2 separate regions of the Sus scrofa genome follow, and region 1 is linked to region 2. The links are chromatin contacts, called in public Hi-C maps. All regions are on one chromosome and are shown on one strand. The core of a region is the stretch at or near the end of the contact, and the rest is flanking DNA. Distances in the headings are between cores, read along the strand shown.

What was found. Hi-C and Micro-C count contacts between places; a contact is called where the count stands out from the background.
Region 1: a Hi-C map of liver shows a contact between it and region 2, with 4 times the contacts expected there. A contact is called at or near these places in 1 of 5 promoter capture datasets (liver) and 5 of 47 Hi-C or Micro-C datasets (liver and skeletal muscle).

What each region holds. Positions count from the first base shown.
Region 1 is chr5:22,206,632-22,209,625 of Sscrofa11.1, reverse strand. No RefSeq gene overlaps it. Among named protein-coding and RNA genes, the nearest start is that of SDR9C7, 43 kb to the left of the region's middle.
Region 2 is chr5:22,118,311-22,121,010 of Sscrofa11.1, reverse strand. No RefSeq gene overlaps it. Among named protein-coding and RNA genes, the nearest start is that of PRIM1, 30 kb to the right of the region's middle.

The sequences.
Region 1 (2,994 bases), core at 311-2,810, 88 kb before region 2:
TTGGGGGTTTTTTTATGAGTAAAAAGAGAAGGACAAGTCCATCCCCAGTTGCCTTTCACCTCTAATAAGTAAATAAAGTTATTTTGCAAAGCTAGATAGAAATGCTACAGGCTCGGCAGTGTCATGGAAAACAAGGTGAGATCTTTACTAATATCAGAAAGAATCTACCCACAGTGTCGTGGTAGAGTTTAGGAATAAGACAGAGGGCTTGTGATCTCCCATCAGCCCTCTCATGCTTACCTGGACTTTTCTCATAGGTCTCCTTCCTCCATGTGGTTGAAGAAGGCTTCCATTTTGTCATAGATTGTACCTATGTATGAATGTTATTGCTTTAATCAAATTGATCTGTTTCCAGGGACAGACAGTAAGGGGCACATGTTAATTGTTTCATATCCCCACACTTAGTTCTCTGCTACGTTATGTTACATTCCTCTCTCTCACTAACTACCTTTCCTGGAAAGACACCTGCTTCTAACTGGGAACCCAGTAAAAACGTGTAGTAAGAGAGGTAGACCCACTTTAGGGCCCGCTAAAGGGTACAGATGCTACATGCGAGTTCAAGCCAAATGCACTGATGGCCACTGACTCCAATATAATGCCAAGTCCTGGCAAATCCCACAACAATTATGATTCAGAAGACTTGGCTGAATATGATATTCTTAAGTACCCTTGAAGAGTCAACCCAACATTTCTGGTTTCCAATGTCCAGTTTTAGAATAAATGATTTCTAGGAGTTCCCGTTGTGGCTCAGTGGTAACAAATCTGGCTAGTATCCATGAGGATATGGGTTTGATCCCTGGCCTCACTTAGTGGATTAAGGATCTGGTGTTGCTGTGAGCTGTGGTGTAGGTTGCAGACGCAGCTCAGTTCTGGTATTGCTGTGAGCTGTGGTGTAGGCTAGCAGCTGCAGCTCTGATTCAACCCCTAGTCTGGGAACTTCCATAGGCCACGGGTATGGACCTAAAAAGCAAAAACAAAGAAAAAAAATTATTTCCAATTTAGCACTTCTTCTGGGGATGGAAAATGGTAGACAACTTTTTCATTCAGTGTAAGCCCAGGGTTCTTGTATGAACCACGGAGCAGGAGATGGGTCGCCCAAGGGACGGGTATAAGACATCTGTGTGTGTGTGTGTGTGTGTGTGTGTGTGTGTGTGTGTGTGTGTGTGGTGTGAGAAAGAGAAAGAAAGAGACAGAGGGAGTTAGGAGTGGGCAGGGGATGTCAGTTTGGTTTTCATATCATTTTATGAAAATTAAGTAAATGAGCTGTTCTTTTTTTTTTTTTTTTGCTTTTTAGGGCCACACTTGCAGCACCTGGAAGTTCCCAGGCTAGGGGTTGAATCAGAGCTACAGCTGCCAGCCTACACTATAACCACAGCAATGTCAGATCCGAGCCACACTTAAGCTTAAGAAATGTTATTTCTCCTGTTTTACAGAAGAGGAAACAGGCTCAGAGAGGTTACCTAATTTGTCCAAGGTCACACAGCCAATAGCCCTCATCTGAGCCAAATTTGCCTCAAGCAAGTCATCCAACCTTTGTCTCTGGATGAAGTTTTGCACTTTGATCATGGGTGAATACAAAGTGTGGAGGGTCACTGTCCTCTCAGTCTAGGAAGCTGGTCCCTTCACATTGGACAACTCCACTGCTCTTGCTGCAACTAAGTGGTCACTTGTGCCATTTCATGAGGGCTCATGACACCCCCTCTTCTCAGATTGTTGTTTCCAAAACGGCACTGTGTGTAGTGGTAAGATGATGATAATTATAACTTGCTTCTCAGGGTCATTTTGAGGATTAAGAGAGAGAATGCCAGCAAAGAGTTTTCTTCAGAGCAGGGCATCATGATAAGCTTGGAAGAAATGACAGTTTTAAACGCAGTCAGTTTTACTACTGATTCCATGTGTCCTCTGCTACTTATATATCTCTCTCTATCTTTCCTCTCAGCCAATTCCCTATCAAAGTTATGATCCTATAATTTTTAAAAATTGGCATCTGCAGCAGGCTTTTAAAAACCCAAGTAATCTTATCTTCATATGTATGTGTTATTACATATGCACATTGTCTAACCACTGCACTCCTCTCATTCCAGTTAAATCAAAATGGTTTGCAAATCTGCAAACATGAAAGGATCTTCCTTGTCCCTGTATTGTTCATTTGTTTTAAGAAAGGTTGTATCAACAACAAAAAACCAACCCAATCAAAAAATGGGCAGAAGACCTAAGTAGACATTTCTCCAAAGAAGACATACAGATGGCCAGTAAACAGATGAAAAGATATTCAACATCACTAATTATTAGATAAATGCAAATCAAAACTACAATTAAGTACCACCTCACATTGGACAGAATGGCCATCATTAAAAAGTCTGCAAATAGGAGTTCCCGTCGTGGCGCAGTGGTTAACGAATCCGACTAGGAACCATGAGGTCGCGGGTTCGGTCCCTGCCCTTGCTCAGTGGGTTAACGATCCGGCGTTGCCGTGAGCTGTGGTGTAGGTTGCAGACGCGGCTCGGATCCCGCGTTGCTGTGGCTCTGGCGTAGGCCGGTGGCTACAGCTCCGATTCAACCCCTAGCCTGGGAACCTCCATATGCCGCGGAAGCGGCCCAAGATATAGCAACAACAACAACAAAAGACAAAAAAAGACAAAAAATTAAAAAAAAAAAAAAAAAAAAAAAAAAAAAAAAAAAAAATAAAAAGTCTGCAAATAACAAATGCTGGAGAAGGTATGGAGAAAAGAGACCCCTCCTACACTGTTGGTGGGAATGTAAATTGATGCAACCACTATGGAAAAAGCATGGAGGTTCTTCAGAAAACTAAAAATAGAATTATCATATGATTCAGCAATCTCACTCCTAGGAATATATCTGGACAAAACTGTAATTCAAAAATATAGATGCCCCTGTATGTTCATAGCAGCACTAATCACAATAGCCAAGACATGGAAACAACCTAAAAGGCCATCGACAGATGAATGGATTAAGAAGATGTGGTGCAACAGA
Region 2 (2,700 bases), core at 76-2,575:
AAGAATCTCCATACTGTCTCCTTAGTGGCTGCACCAGTGTACATTTCCACCAATGGTGTAGGAGGGTTGCTTTTTTTCCACATCCTTTTCAGCATTTATAATTTGTGAACTTTTTGATGATGGCCATTCTGACTGGTGTGAGGTGCTATTTCACTGTAGTTTTGATTTAATTATTAGTGGTGAGAATCTTTTCATGTACCTATTGGCTATCTTTATGTTTTCTTTGGAGAAATATCTATTTAGGTCTTTTGCCATTTTTTGATTGGGTTGTTTAGTTTCTATTTGAGTTGTATAAGCTGTTTGTACTTTTTGGAAATTAAGCCCTTGTTGGTTGCATCATTTGCAAGTATTTTCTCCCATTTTGTAGGTTGTTTTTGTTTTGTTTATGGTTTCATTTTCTGTACAAAAGTTTATAAGTGTGATTAGGTCTCATTATTTATTTTTGCTTTTATTTCTGTTGCCTTGGGAGACTGACCCAAGAAAACATTGCTACAATTTATGTCAGAGAATGTTTTGCCTATGTTCTCTTCTAGGAGTTTTATCATGTCGTACCTTATATTTAAGTCTTTAAGCCATTTTGAGCTTCTTTTTTTGTGTAGTGTGAAGGAACGTTCTAACTTCATTGATCTACATGCAGCTGTACAGCTTTCCCAACGCCAGTTGCTGAAGAGATTAATTCATTAACAGATCTCTGTTTTTATTTTTTACCCTGTCTAGCAGATCTAAATGAATATTCAGAGGCTTCCAGCATTAAAAAATAGTATAGTCAGAGTTCTTGTTGTGACACAGCAAAAGCAAATCTGACTAGGAGCCATGAGGTTGTGGGTTCGATCCCTGGCCTCGCTCAGTGGTTAAGGGTCCGGCATTGCCATTAGCTGTGGTGTAGATTGCAGACATGGCTTGGATCTGGCATTGCTGTGGCTGTGGCATAGGCTTTAGGCTACAGCTCAGATTAGACCCCTAGCCTGGGAACCTCCATGTGCCTCGGGTACAGCCCTAAAAAGACAAAAAAAAAAAAAAGTATAGTCTATGAGAGAAAACTCCTAAACATGCATAGATAGCTCTCACTCTTTTGTGTTGCAGTCAGCAATTTAAATTTTAACTCTTGCTGCTAGGATTGCTGACTTCTCAAGAAAACCTCCCTCCCAGAGCATCAGAAAAAGAGCGTTGACACTTCATATAATTTTATATTTCCTGTTTTTTGTGTCATTCAGCAAATATTTATTTAAAAATTACTAGGTGGAAGGAAAGTCATAGAGATTAAAATTTTATTGACATGTGCAATGACGATTTCTTTCCCAAGGACTAAGGCGTTTTGTAAGCTCATGCTCTTCAGGCATTCCACACCTTACTTACATCAGTTGACAAGATAAACAGATGTGCCTATTAATGATCTACTTGAACAAACAATGTTTTTAAAACAGTAAAATTTTGCCTCAGTAAAATTTCCCACAGTATCCACTAAAATGAGAACATAGAAAAGTAGATTAAAATTACTATTCTCTATTGAAAAAATGTTCATTTTTTATATTCAACAAATGTTTTTACTGTTTGCTGTACACAAAGCATAGTAATAGGTGTTTAAAGAAGTTATTTTTACAGTTTGAGATTACAGGCTATGACTTTTTATTTATTTATTTATTTATTTTGTCTTTGCCTTTTCTAGGGCTGCTCCCGCAGCATATGGAGGTTCCCAGGCTAGGGGTCTAATCGGAGCTGTAGCCGCCGACCTACACCAGAGCCACAGCAACATGGGATCCGAGCCGTGTCTGCAACCTACACCACAGCTCATGGCAACACCGGATCCTTAACTTACTGAGCAAGGCCAGGGATTGAACCTGCAACCTCATGGTTCCTAGTCGGATTCGTTAACCACTGCGCCACAACGGGCACTCCGGCTATGACTTTACATTATTAAATATTTGAGTGCTATAAGATAGTAAAAATATTAACACCTGTATCTGTGTAACTAACACCAAACCTAAGAAATACAGTATCATTAATTTCATTCATGTTAACCATCAAGTAGATGGATGAATGGATGGATGAATAGATAGAGAGAGATAGGCCAACTAACCATTGTATGTATATACTACAGTTTATCCATTATCCTGTGAATGGACAGATAAATTGTTTTCAATTTATCATTTTCAAACAATAGAGCAATGAAGATTCTTGTACAGGTCTTCATGTTTACATTTCATATTAATGATCTGTATCTGGGAGTGGAATTGTTGAGTCATAGGGTAAAGCACTTCAGCCTCATCAGGTATTTTCCAAACTGCTTACCAAAGTGGTCTACAAATTCACCCTTGAACCAGAAGTGTAGTGTCGCCCATTAATCTGTACCTTCACTCTTGGTGTTGGCTGGCTTTTCATTTTTTGGCAGTATGATGAATGTGAGACTGTGACTTGACATTGCATTTCCCCAAGCTAGTTAAAATAAGCATACTTTGAATGTTTATGGCCATGCAGATTTTCTTTTCCTTTGTCCACTTTTCTCTTATAAATCTTGAGGATTTCTTTCTACTTCTTAACAGTAAAACTTCGTGGTTATCTTTGAAGCAAATATACTTCCCAATTGGCTTGTTTGACCTAGGTAAGGTGTGTATTTGATGTAGAGAAGTCCTCAATATTACTATAGTCAGACTTACTGTTCTTCCTTTATGATTGTGTTTGTGTGTGTGTGTGTGTCTTGTT